Regions from separate parts of the Danio rerio genome. Here region 1 is linked to region 2. Evidence: chromatin contacts called from public Hi-C data. All regions are on one chromosome and are shown on one strand. Each heading gives the region's core, a stretch centred on a gene start, on an enhancer-like site or on the middle of the called end of the contact. The rest is flanking DNA. Distances are from core to core; before and after follow the strand shown. Region 1 holds the start of trpm4a (transient receptor potential cation channel, subfamily M, member 4a). Region 2 overlaps prr12b (proline rich 12b).

Region 1 (7,219 bases), core at 1,012-3,511, 33 kb before region 2:
AATGGTTAGGAGTTCACCTGTATTCAAGACAAAATGACATGTTTGTTGACCCACCCTACATTGCCAAATCCGAGATTTAACGGCTCAGCTCATATTACAAGAGGCTGAATGACTGTTTTAAATGACAGAAAGGACTGAATAGTTTCCTGCATAGTAAATCTAAATGCATGAGAAATGAAAAAAAAACTGCTGTACCTGCATGAATCCTCCACAAAGGTGGTGCACACTCTCTTTTTAATCATCTTTGGGATCCAACTCTACAATGCAGACATTACACAGTAAAGTATGAGTCATTTTCGCATGCAGGTCCGGTTTCTTTTCAAAGTCAGCAGCCGAGAAGAGCAAACTATTTTGTTGAATAGCAAAAGAGCTTACAAGGAAATGTAATCCTAATCACGGAAACACATTTTATTCATTTGCCTATTTTAGTTGCCTCAAAATTTAATTTAGCTAAAAACATGGAACAACAAAACCTTAATCACACAACCGAACTACTGCAATTTTAAATGGATAATAAAATTTAAGGCTTTTGTCTGCATGAAAGTACATAATGTTCTAGCAAATTGATGTATTTAGAAACATTGATAAAAACATGAAAATAACTATTATTATAAAATTATAATAATTATATGTTATAATTATATGTTATTACAAAAAATAGATGAGATAAAGGATGAAACACACAAGTGATCATTTATGAGCACTGTACACAAATAGACTTACTTTCTGATTTTTCCTACAACTACAGACACATTTCATATTTATTCAACATACAGTTGAAGTCAGAATTATTAGCCCCCCTTTAATTTTTTTTCTTTTTTAAATATTTGCCAAACATTGTTTATCAGAGAAAGGAAATTTTCACAGTATGTCTGTCAATATTTTTTCTTCCTGAGAAAGTCTTTATACTACAATAAAAGCAGCTTTTAAGCAGCCCCTTATTGCAATATTGTATCCCAATTTTCTACAGAACAAAACATCATTATACTATGACTTGCCTAATTACCCTAACCTGCCTAGTTAAGCTAATTAACCTAGTTAAGCCTTTAAATGTCACTTTAAGCTTTACAGAAGTGTCTTGAAAAATATCTAGTCACATATTATTTAATGTCATCATAACAAAGATAAAATAAATCAGTTATTAGAATTGAGTCATTAAAACTATTATGTTTAGAAATCTGTTGAAAATATGATTTTCGCTAAACAGAAATTGGGGACAAAAATTAACAGAGTGGCTAATAATTGAGGGGGACTAATAATTCAAGTGGGCTAATAATCCTTACTTCATCTGTATAAGCTATGATATACCTTAAAATTGCTGATAATTCAGCATAACCAGCATTGCAGTTTTAAAACATTTTACGTGGGTGGCTAATTTGTATAAATTCAAATCTTACTCAAATGTCATTCATATATTTTGGTACAAAATGCTGGTTGTGACGGTTATGTTTGCCAAGACAGATAAATGCGATAAACACAACTTCTTACGGGTCCATGTTACTTTATAATTTGCAGCTATCCTTCAAACTACAAGGATTGGCTCATTTATCAGCAAGACATTTTTAGAAGTGAATATCATATACATTTAAGTCAGTTTTATCATCTATCATTTATTTATTTTAATAAGGATATGTATTCTATTATAGTTTACATAAATATATTTATTACACTGAAAGACAATTTGCCAAAATGAGAAAAAGAAAACTGGTGTTAGTCAAACTAAAATTAGATTATAAAAAATAAGCATTTTATGCCTCTTGCATATGGAGCTTACCAGTTTGCTTAGGACAAACTTCAGCTCCAGCTTTTTTAAATATAAAACAGTTTTGACTATTTAATTTGATGCATTTACCAGTCTGTTCAGTAGTTTTGTCAGTCACTTGTTTCATGGCGTGTTTTACATAACTACACTTGTTGCAGTCATGAAAATTGTCTTTTCAAACATTTCCTGACTTTTAATAGTGTGCTATTTAATAAAACCGAAATACCTTAAAAATATCCACTTTAACATTTTACTTTACTTATTGAGAAGGATTTAGCGGATTATTCACACATACCAGACTTCCACATACCAGAATTTACAATTACACACCTGATCCTTTTGGGCTTTTCTCTCTCCTCCCCCACAGCCTTCACTCTCTTTCTCGACTCTCTTCATTTTGATCATCTTGCCGTCTTCTACTTTAGATGATTGTTAATTGTTCTTCATAAGAGCTCCATCAGTAGTCCAGTTCCACCTATGCTCAACCTGGCTGTGAACCGGATTCCCACTTTTTTTTTTCTTACAGTCGTCATTGTGTAAACCCCGCCCACACCACGCGCGCTCCCCTGGACGCGTTCCTGCACGTCTTTGTAATGGTCGGATTGTGTTCTGTTGGATTACCACACAGTGGGCGTCGAGGGAAGGCAAAACAAATATACGCTCTTGATAAGTCGTGAAGGGAAAAAGATAAGACGTTCCACATTGTTTTAATCCGCATATCATTCGCAGGCAAACTGTGGTGATTAGTAACCAAAGATTGTGTTATCGATTGCGGTAAATGACTGACAGATAAACGGCTACTTGTGATCAATTTATGATCACATATTCTGCTTAATACACTATTATTTCGTTAAATATATATAGAGATATTACTGGATCTGAAACAAAACTCTTAATATTTCATGTACCTCCAGCATAACTGCATCACTTCAAAAAGACGCCTGCTTTGACAATTTCAGCATCAGGAAGTCATAATCGGATAGTTCACTTGACAAATACGCATTATTGTTTTCTTCTTAATAATTCTAGGAAAAATTACAAAGGACTGGATGAAAATTGAAATCTTTAAAGTTTGTTTTTATACAACAAATATACAAGATAGAAACTTTTTCAAGATTAAAGCTAAAATTTAGTTTTAAAACAGTCGTACAATCAGTGGTACACATGATCAATTTTAAATACTCAAATACAACACTAATATTAATGTTTTCTTTTTACAAGAAGCTTAAATTGTTGCTCTCACATCAGTCCATTTAATTATATTCAGGTCGTATCAAACGAATCAAGGTAGAGCTTGTAAAATTCTGATGCAGGACCTGCTTCATTACAATTGAACTGATGAGGTCACTGTTCCAGGTCTCAGACTATTTAGCTGACAAGCTCAAAAATGTGTGTAGTACCTGCTGTACAAGTCTGCGTAAAACTGGCTCCAGGTCAGGTCATCTTGAAATGATGAAATTTTAGGTCCACATTCTTTTCACTGTTTAGGCAAACCATCAAAAAAGTATGAATTAGTTGATTTGCACAAGAGAATGGCTATTTTAATACTTGACAATGTAATAAAACTAATAATACTATAGATATCTATTTTTGCTATGGTAAAAGAGTTATTGATCAAAATATAGAGGAATGAAACTATAAAGAATTGTTTGTTTATCATTCACTCTCAGAAATAAGGGTGTGCAAGCTGTCACTGGGGCGGTACCTTTTAAAAGGTAGACATTTGTGCCTAAAGGGTTCAAATTTGTACCTCAAACGTATATATTAGTTTCTAAAAAATAGACAAACACTTTTGTAGTTTTTAGGTACCAATATGTACCCTGAAGGTATTAATATTGACCTTTTAGGTACACAATTGTACCTTTTGAAAATGTACCATCCCAGTGACAAATCGCATTTCTTTATTTCTGAGAGTGTATATTCTTATATATATTGCAAGATTAAATGTTTAAATAAATAGTGCACACTATAGAACAGATCATTGTAAAAGACTGATTTAACATGTGCTTGAATTTCGCTTAAACCAACTTCAATATTTTTATGCAGTTAAAAATATACTTAATGTTGAAAATATTACACATGTTGTCCTGTGAAAAAGGGCGCTACAAAAAGGTACAGAAAGTAAAGCATTACCTACAGTCCACCTAAAGCAGGGGGATCAATAGAGAAAATCTTCATTAGGGTTAAGTGAACATTGACAATTGTGGTAAATCATTTCTGTGCTTTTCTTTTTTGTTTTGACCTCCAGCAAATATCAAAAGCTTTTACCCTCAAGTTTCACAAATTACAAACAACTGACTGTCATTGTCAGACTAAACTAGAAGGAATTAAACTTTAGATATGTATTATATCTAGGGAAATGTCTCAGATCAATAAATAGGGCAAGCTCTCTGATCGCACTTGAACAACACGTTTGTTTAACTAAAATGGCTGGAAATGAACAAGCTCCACTCATTATCAAAGTTCTGCTTGGAGAGTTTTAAAATTGTCGGTTTTGTGAAGAAAACAACCAGACGTCTTCATTTGGAAGTTAGGGCACAAATTTATCTCTCATAACCTTTAAAATCACTACAGTTTTCTTCAGTACAAATAAAATCAAAAACACATGCATTTATCAACCATTCATATACACACTGTAGTACCTCTTCCAACGACTGTCTTCGGCCAACTCAATTATATTATACGAAACTCTTTTTGGAGAAAACAAGTTCTGTAACTAAATGATAGATTTTTGTCAGATTAATTTTAAATTTCAATATAATTAACCAAAAATCAAAAAAATAGAATAGATCCAGCGTCGTCAAACATCAATCAGTTCCCTTTACATACAGATTAACTGTCTTGAGATGGAACCATTGGTAGATAACTTCCATTCCAGAGCTATCGCTAAACTTGAAAGGGTGTCACGTGTCTAAGCAGCACACCTTTACAAACAAATGCTCTGAGACAGTGAGAATATCAGGCCAATAATACAAAATAAAGGGTAACGTTAACATTCAGTTTTCAATTCTTTCATTCACTTTTTCATACTCGAAACCCCAATAGTAATAACTGAGTAACCTAGTTGTCTACTTAAAATGTGCACCAATCTCAGAAAGGGAGAGACGAAGAATGAACACCCATGTAGTGTACTTAAAGTATGTACAGATTGAATATCATAAGAAATAACGTGTTATCTTGATCTCTCCCTATTTTGACCATTTTCAGTACACTTTAAAGCCATACCACAATTCTATACTCATAGTTATTTATAGCAAGACAAGAAAGAGAGACGGGAAGGAGGGTGGAGTACTCAAGTTTACATGATGTCAACACATAGGGGGAACAGAGCAATATAACAAACGACGGTCACTCAATAGCCACGGTGGGCCCAAACACGTGCAGGGGAGGAGATTTAGCAAACTTGTTCGACCAGATGGAACAATATAACCAGTTCTTGTCCAATCATGATGAGGAATGCATGGAAGCAGACTCTCTGTCTTCTCTCTCTTCGTCGTCCATCTTGCGGCCGTGCTTTCTGAAATATTTGTACCTCTGGACGTAAAGCTTGACCAGGTTACTCACTTTCACTGGATTGATTTCGCCTGTTCGGCTGTGACAAATCTGTGCGGAAAAAAACAGACTCTGCTATACACTTTCTGCATGTTATGTTGAACAGTGGAAAACAGGGCTGTCTTGAAATGACATTTACCTTGTGCACAGCTTTCCTTAAAATATCCTTGTAGTCATCTTTGTTGATGTCCTTGCGCTGGTAATATGGCTTGATTGCCAATTTGACTTCCTCTACTGCCCTCTCCTGGGTGTGCAGCTTTTTCAGATACTATGAAAAAGAAACCTTGAATGAAATTGGGGCTATTGTTGACCAAACACCAGTTTGGAAACATTGAGATTTTTGGATTAATGGCTCAGTGTAAACATAATAGAGAGAAAGCACAGTTTAAAGCATTCAGGTGCAAGAAACAGAAACTTTTGCAGCTTTACCAGAGTTTATGGGCTTGGTCACACCAGGCATGATAGCGATAAATATGTTTGTGTCGACACAGACAAACCATAATGTTAATTTTTAGATAATGCTTTTAATTCTGTATGATTCCTTATAACCAGCAGGTGTCCTTAGTGTGCTACCATTTCATCTGAACATAATAGAGATTGTTGTTTAATCAATATATTCAAATTTATAATTAAATCTAATTTAACGATCATAGTCAGTTCCCCAGCATTTTCAAAGACGACAAAGACACACAAACTAGCACTGAATTCCTGTGGTATTTTAATTTATTAATTACTTTCAATTTATTGGTCTTGGAAATATGATTTAAGGGTCTTGCATATTTGTCTTCTTAATGCATATATAAACTATATTTCAAAAGGGGTCGTACACATATGCACCGCACCATGCATTTTTATAAATCTAAACATTTCTATCAGGGTACACACACTGGCGGTGCAAGTCGGCCGCTGTCCGTAACACCCAGCTATGACTCAGGACACGGATCATATTTCTGTTGTGCCACAGAGCGGGTTCTTAATAGTTTAATAGTAGTTCTTAATAGTAACTTTTGGCCTTGCGCACCATGTGCTCCCAGTTGAAAAAGTAAACTCTGAGACAAAAATCGCATTATGTCAGTCGCATCTTTTTCATTCTCCAATCAAATAAAAGCAGAGGCGGGTTTCTGTTGAGGTGCCTGCAGTGTTTGTGTTGTCAAGACAACAACGAAGACTTTTGAAAATGGAGAGGTGTGTGGTTGCTGTTTTGACTGAATGAATGAATACTAGAAACTCACACAGCTTAAAATTTTGAAGGCAATGTGGAGACAATATAAAAAAATAATATTTTTTATTACTCATTTATGAAAAAAAAATGTTTTTTTTAATGTAGACTTTTTCTGATTCAAAAAATAACAATTAAAACTTGTATTTCTTATCGACATTGCGGCTCTGACATCCTTAATAAACTACACTACATTTAATATAAAAAAATTATCCAGGTCTAAACGATATAGTTTGGAAAGGGTTTTAAAACCATAGAGCAGTCTCTGGCAGAGAAGTGAATAACTCATCACATTCTTACGAGGATATTTTATTCATTAAAATTATAATTTCATTGACTTGAATACAATTAACCATGTATAATATTACTCGTCATCTAAAATCTTACAAATAATAAAATAACTTATTGTTTTATTCGTGGCTAGAGCTTGATTAATTCGATTGATATCCTAGGCAGTAGCCTAAGACCTTTACTTCGCCTGACTGAATGTTAGTTCACTGCACACAGCACTGTATTTCACAGCACAAAACTCGCTCTGATCCAGGAGAGAACTTTATCAACCACTACATACACTGCTGAAAGACTTTTTTTCCTGCTGCGCATCGAATAAAGCGAATAAAGACACGCTTAACATCATCGATGTCCAAATTCCACAACATCACTATATCCATAGAACACGAACTTGC
Region 2 (6,715 bases), core at 736-3,235:
TCCTGAATCAATATTGGAGTTACTTTTGGAGAAAGAACGACACCATAGCTGAAGTATTTATTTTAGACAAGTAACGTTATGTTTTAAAACTCTTTTAGTCACGCAAATCTTATGTAGATTTTGTTGTTATGAATTGCTTATATGGGGTGACGCAGTGGCGCAGTAGCTAGTGCTGTCGCCTTACAGCAAGAAGGTCACTGGTTTGAGCCTCAGCTGGGTCGTTTGGTGTTTCTGTGTGGAGTTTGCATGTTCTCCCTGCGTTCGCGTGGGTTTCCTCCGGGTGCTCCGGTTTCCCCCACAGTCCAAAGACATGTGGTACAGGTGTATTGGGTCGCCTAAATTGTCCATAGTGTATGAGTGTGTGTGTGGATTTAAAGGATTATTACTGTGAATCTAAACATTGTCATTTTGTTTATAAATTATTCAGTATTTTGTACAAATCAGCATTTATTATTTTCTGAATAAACTAGCTATTTTTAGCCTTTTTTGGCATTGGCTAATTGAAGGGTTTGTTAAATGGCCCAATTATATAGGCACTTGAAACTGCTGTGTTAATGTATTTATTGTATCTCCAAGCGATAGAGTTTTATCTTTTCTCCACTCCATTCTGCAAAATGTCCTTCTTTTTTGGAACAGAAAAGACCTTTATGTGAGAAACACCTTACTGTGACATCTAAAACACTGCTGTCTGTTTGAAATTCTTGATCTCGTCCTCTCCCAGTGAGCAGGTTTGTGAAGTACACTGGTTACGGTAATGCAGCTGGACTGTTGGCAGCACGGGGTCTTTTGAACGGCCGTGGCTCTTCTCCTCAACCACAGTACTCCAGTGACTCTGACTCAGACACGGAGGAGTACAGACAGGCCCGGGACAGGATTAACCCTGTAACGGGACGGGTGGAGGAGGAACAGCCTGATCCAATGGAAGGGATGACTGAAGAAGAGAAAGAGGCAGAGGCGCTCAGACTCATAAATATGTTCAACAGGCTGTCACGGTATGTATGTTTGTGTGTGTGTGTGTGTTTGAGAGAGGGATCCTTCACAAATGTAGTGGCAGGGGCAGACAAACACACTTGATTAAAAGTATAGCTAGCCTGATAAAATGTTACTCAAGTAAAAAAAAAAAAAAAGTTTCTTTTTCAATTTGGCTTGAGACAAAATGCAATAATTCCTGGCTACGGGCCTGCAACTCTTCATGTCTCCAAACATTTCTCCTGTTAAAAACGTTTTACTTCACTAAATTCAGGGAGTTAATAACAAAATTTTGTTATGGAAATTATTGAGTATAAGCAGGGGTGGACTTAACCTATAAGCGAGGTAAGCAGCCACTTAGGGCCCCAACCAATGCCATGAAGCCTATATTATTCCTAAAGGTCTTTTATACATTTTTTTTAATCATATGTTGTAAAATCTGTCTATAATCATTAAGATTTTAATACTTATAGTTCTTTTCAAAACTGAGGACCCCCACCATGAATAGTGGAACGTTCTTTCCGTACTGCACACGCAGATATTAAAGTCTAATCACAAAAATGGTTATTTAACTGTACTTATAATTAGTTTGTGAACTTGTGTTTTATATTTGTGAATTTATTGTATTTAATTTTACATTAACAAGATAAAGCTTCCACGTAAAATATATTTTAACATGCAGTTTACTTACATAAAAACACATATACAGAGAAAATAAATATCTATAGAGAAAGAGAGTGTTTTGAGTTTTACTGCTAGGGCCCCCAAATCCGCCTCTGAGTACGTTTCCAAAAAATATGAAAGTCTTGTAGAGATACTTTAAAAATGTGTCCAAGTACTCCAGTAAAATAAAAACAGCCGCTTTTCACCACTGTTTAGTGCACTACTTACCCATTTCCTAATAAACATGTTAATAAATGAACTGTTTTTGCTCACCACATCCGCTCAGGGGCAAGATCATTCAGCCGATGGGAGTGACCACTGACGGCAAACTAGCGCCGCTGTGTGGCCAGACGAGACACAGCGCTGTGCAGGAGGAGGAGGAGGAAGATGAGGAAGATGATGATTGTAGTGAGACAGAGCAGTAAGGAAGGAGTGGATGTCAAGATGATGATTAATAAGAGGCAAGATATTTTATACTCATAACAAATATAGTGACAAAACATGATAGTGGAGCAAACTATATCTTATGAAAATGTTCAGAATATGTAATGTGAAAAAATGAAGCTCTCTATGATGCGATTAAAATAAGGATAAAAGTAATTTATATTATAGCAGAGAATGTGATTTATTTGTTATTACTCATAAGCTAGAAACAGTCAATTAGGAAGCTACTCAAAAGCAAAGGAGAAAGAAAGAGACAAAGAGCGAAATGGGCATCACACCAAAGACAGACAAACACTCCTGGAAAATGCTGCTGCTGTTGCCATGGTAATGTTACCATGGTAACAACAGGAAATGCAGTTCTACGGCTTCTTTTTTTTTCCCTGGCGCTCCAGCAGGAGTGGAATGTTTACCTTGAAGAACTGCTGAGGCTGGTCTGACACTCTTGAATGCTGGCACCCTACACCGAGAATCATGAAAAATCATGAAAATAATGTCATTATTCAACTCCTCAGAGAAACGCTTTCATTTGCAGAGTGATTAGTCAGCACTGGGAACTTTTGAACATGATTACAGTGTTCAGAGCAGGTTGCTTGGCTGTACTGCTTGATTTCCAGTGCATTCTCTCCATTCATACACATCTTAAATGCAAAATAGCAGCTTGTACACTAAGAACAAATAAACAATAAAGAAAGATCCAAGGCAGTCTCTTGTGAAAATGCATGATTTTCATAAAGTCATTTTCTTTTCTTTTATTTGCGTTTGTCAAATACAGGAGGATTCATGTACAGATGAGGGACGGGTAGAGAGAGACTGAAGCAACTGTACAATATTTACAGAAGAGAGAAATAAGCAAACCTCCAAAATAATATTAATAATAATAATAATTATCATCGTAAACAACCAACAGATAAAAAAACAAACAGTAAACACAGACATTTTGCACACTTTAAAATCGATTACATCCCTCTGCACAGTCGTGTTTTCTTTGAGAAAACGAACACGTACACCTCTTTTTCCGCATTTTCTTTTAAAGAACAAACAGAAAGAACACGTTTCATTTTAAATACAGTTTTTTTTCTTTTGCTCTATTTTCTTTTTTTTCGTTGTTGATGTTGTTGTTGACAAAAAAGGAACTACACACTGCTTTGACCCCGCTTCTTTAGTCCACATCCTGCCCGCCTTGTCCTTCAGTTGAGGGGACAGGACGTTTGGGGGTCTATGGGTGGCTCATTTCATGTACACCCTCATAAAACATGAGCATTATTATTCAAAATAATAACAGCAAACTGTCCCAGCTCTGGGAGGTAACCATGTATAAATGTCCATGTATAAATAATACAAATCATAATTGTTCATAATACATATTTATATAGAAGAGTGTGCGTGGAACATAGCATTCAAAGCTCACCTCTGCCAAACCACTGCTGACCAGTGAGGTTTTCAACCCTGTTCCCTTTGGCACTATCGTTATTTGTCTCTGTGCAGACAACTGTCTTTACACATTTGCTTTTTTTTTTGTTGTCGTCGTCGTTGTTGTTGTTTTCATACCGTCTCCCTGTGGCTCCAGTCGCAGGGAGCTGACACATAATGAAAGAGAGAGGAATGAAGGCTTTACAAAAAACATTTCATGTTAAAATGCAACAGCTTAAACCGCCACTGGCTCTTTCACATTCTGCAAAGGAAAATCTCATTTTCCTGCAACCTGGAGGTGCAGCGGCTTCATCTGAGAGGACGCAGTTTCTCCTCTCTCCAAACAGGACGTGTTTGGATCGTGGACAGCTGAATCTTAAGCCTTGGTGCTAAGCGTCAGCAGTTCAATAAAGGAATTGAACAGAGTCTCCAGCCAGCCCTGGTTGGCCATGCACTGCTGAACCACCTCCTCCTGACCTGGATCCTCCTCTGCTGCCTGTTCAATGCTGTCCGTCTGAGCATAGAGAATGAGAGAGAGAGAGGACAGGGTTTTTATCAGGGACACAGTGACGCATTTCTTAAGAAAAGCTCTTATTCTCGCATACCTCCTTTTTACAGTGCAGAAAGGTGTGATATTTGTAGTGATGAAGCGAGTGATAGAGACTGTATTTTCGACATGTCTCTGTCGACAGCTTCAGGTCCTGACAGGAACATAATAGAGATTGGGTTACGAGCAAAGAAAGAAAGCTCTGAGACCTCAAGATAGGCATGCATATGAAGTGCAATGACCCCAAAAACAATTTGGACACTACAGGGTTTGCTTTATTGTTCCAAGCGTGACTGACTTATTTTTATCTGTGGAAAAGATGACATCTGGTTGTGCAAAAAGTTCAAATGTATTGAAAAAACATTGACAAACCACTGCATTACAACAATCTTTTCACCAAAAATGTCCTTTTATTATATAATTTATAAAAGATTTATGGTAATATTTATTATATTTAATTTAATACTGATGTTTTGTTTGAAATAAATATTTAAGTTTCATAAATTTGCACAGTGTTTAAGCAGTCAAGAGTTCTAAAGATAAAACAGCATGTATAAAAGTAGTGTTTACGTGCAGAAAAACTAGAAGAAATTATACCATCCCTTACTGGTTCTTTAAAGACCTTTGACAAGTTGTGGTGCTCCTTTTTAGCTTTGCTGGCTATATATATATATATATATATATATATATATATATATAAATATATATATATATATATATATATATATATATATATATATATATATATATATATATATATATATATATATATATATATATATATATATATATATATATTTCATTATTATTTATTTTATTTTTTATAGGGCTATAGCCTAAAGGGAAGCTATAGGCTGTTGAGAGTGGGAAGTGTTTATTTGGGGTGGTGTTAACAACAACATTAAAGGACAATTATAAAATGAATGTTGTAATTCTAACACACATACATACACACACACACACACACACACACACACACACACGTTTTTTTGTGAAAACAAAATAAAAGATTATGACACTTTTAGGAAATAAGCATTCATCAGGTCCAAATACACCCAGAATGTATAACTGTAGGAGGGTAAAACCATTCTTTAAAGCAATTCACAGAATAAATAAACCCTTATAGGGTTTAGAGTGAAATGAGTCTAATTACAATTTTTTCCACCGGTCTACACAAATTTTCAAAACCGTGTCACTTTTTTGTTAAAACTCTACAAACACCTCTTAAACTGCACACACAAACTGCCTCACATTTGCATACAAAATACCATAAACATGTCAGAACGAAGAATTAGCATCAAATGGCAAACACTTCTTTGTTAATAGTAAATGTTTGGATATAGCATGTTGTTCTAAATCTAAAGCTCTTTGCTGTTTCGTAGGCTTAAATCTATATTTTAATACAAAGTTCTACAGTGAAAATAATTTGCTGAGAAGGTAATAGGTACACTGTACACACCAATCACATGAAGAAACAAAAAAAAATTTAGTAGTCCAAACATTAATGTTGTATACAGTAGCATACAACATAACCATGAACATGCTGTATGTACAAATGTAAACAAATAAAAAATATATATATATATATGTAAAGCGGAATTATATATATATATATATATTACAGTAAAGAACACAATTGCATGTGTGTGGTCTTGGGGGGTAGTCCATTGCCTGAAGAAGCTTAAGAACTTTGGGTATATTGAACTTGCCAGTGGCAGGCTGAGAAGAATTCCTCTGTTCTTTTGTAAAGGAATTTAGGACTTAGAAAATGTAAATACGCATTAGGTACAAAACTACAAATTATGGATAAGTGGCAAACCAGCTTTTGTTTTTTAACCCAAAACAGCCCAGTTCTGTAAGTTGAGTTATTTCACTCTGATTTTAATGTTTTAAAACCAGTTTTAACCCTGGTTATCACATTCTATGTGTATTTAGACCTGATAAATGCTTAGTTTCTAAAACAGTCATAATCTTTTATTTTGTTTTCACATAAAATTATATTTGAATTCACGAGTCATTTCTTTATAATGATTATAGGATAAACCCAAAAATTATTATTAGCAGGGATTTTTTTGCAGGCATTGTTTAAATTTGTCATTTATTATGTGTGTGCGTGTGTGTGTGTATAAATATAAATTTAAAGTATGAAAATTCCCCTGGAATAAATGTAATGTCTTTTATTAGGTTTTCTACATGAAATATCAGTTAGAATATTCATTTTATAATTATCCTTTAATGTTGTTGTTAACACAACCCCAAATAAACACTTCCCACTCTCAACAGCCTATAGCTTCCCACTGAAAAAAATAAAAAATAAACATAATTAATAAGTTAAAAAAATTAATGAATAAAATAAATAATAATAATAAAGATAAAAAGAAATAATAATGAATAATAAATCTGTAATCATATATTACTGCTCAGCTTAAGAATCAAGAGAGTTAGCCAGCAGATAAGCTAAAAGGAGGCCCCACAAGTTGTGAAAGGTTTTTAAAGAACCAGTAAGTGATGGTCTAATTTCTTTTAGTTTAATGCAAGTACCACTTTTATTCATGCTCTTTGGTCACTTTTGGCCTATTTATAGGCCTTTACTACAGTGACAGGTTAGTAATCAGTTAAGAAATGAGTGTTTCCACATTTGAGTAGTGTGTGTGTGAGAGAGTGTTTCATTTTGAATGTTTG

The links. A called contact is a pair of places that touch in the nucleus more often than the background predicts.
Region 1: a Hi-C map of an unstated tissue shows a contact between it and region 2, with 2.2 times the contacts expected there. The contact joins the promoter of trpm4a here to the enhancer-like site in region 2. A contact is called at or near these places in 2 of 18 Hi-C or Micro-C datasets (caudal fin and an unstated tissue).

The regions. Positions count from the first base shown.
Region 1 is chr3:31,299,799-31,307,017 of GRCz12tu, reverse strand. It overlaps trpm4a (transient receptor potential cation channel, subfamily M, member 4a), which reads right to left and starts at 2,261. Exons shown (of 28, transcript NM_001288815.2): 1 at 2,093-2,261; 2 at 196-257. The coding sequence starts at 2,167. scaf1 (SR-related CTD-associated factor 1) reads right to left here. Exons shown (of 12, transcript XM_073944590.1): 11 at 5,454-5,582; 12 at 4,285-5,365. The coding sequence ends at 5,207.
Region 2 is chr3:31,266,936-31,273,650 of GRCz12tu, reverse strand. prr12b (proline rich 12b) reads right to left here. Exons shown (of 16, transcript XM_680992.9): 15 at 4,092-4,187; 16 at 2,784-4,000. The coding sequence ends at 3,863. It overlaps si:ch211-195b15.7, which reads left to right. Exons shown (of 14, transcript XR_012401071.1): 13 at 722-992; 14 at 1,919-2,778. Among named protein-coding and RNA genes, the nearest start is that of si:ch211-195b15.7, 14 kb to the left of the region's middle. Within about 2 kb of position 1,985, at least 18 of the 62 cell types and tissues checked have an H3K27ac peak or open chromatin away from gene starts, as enhancers often do.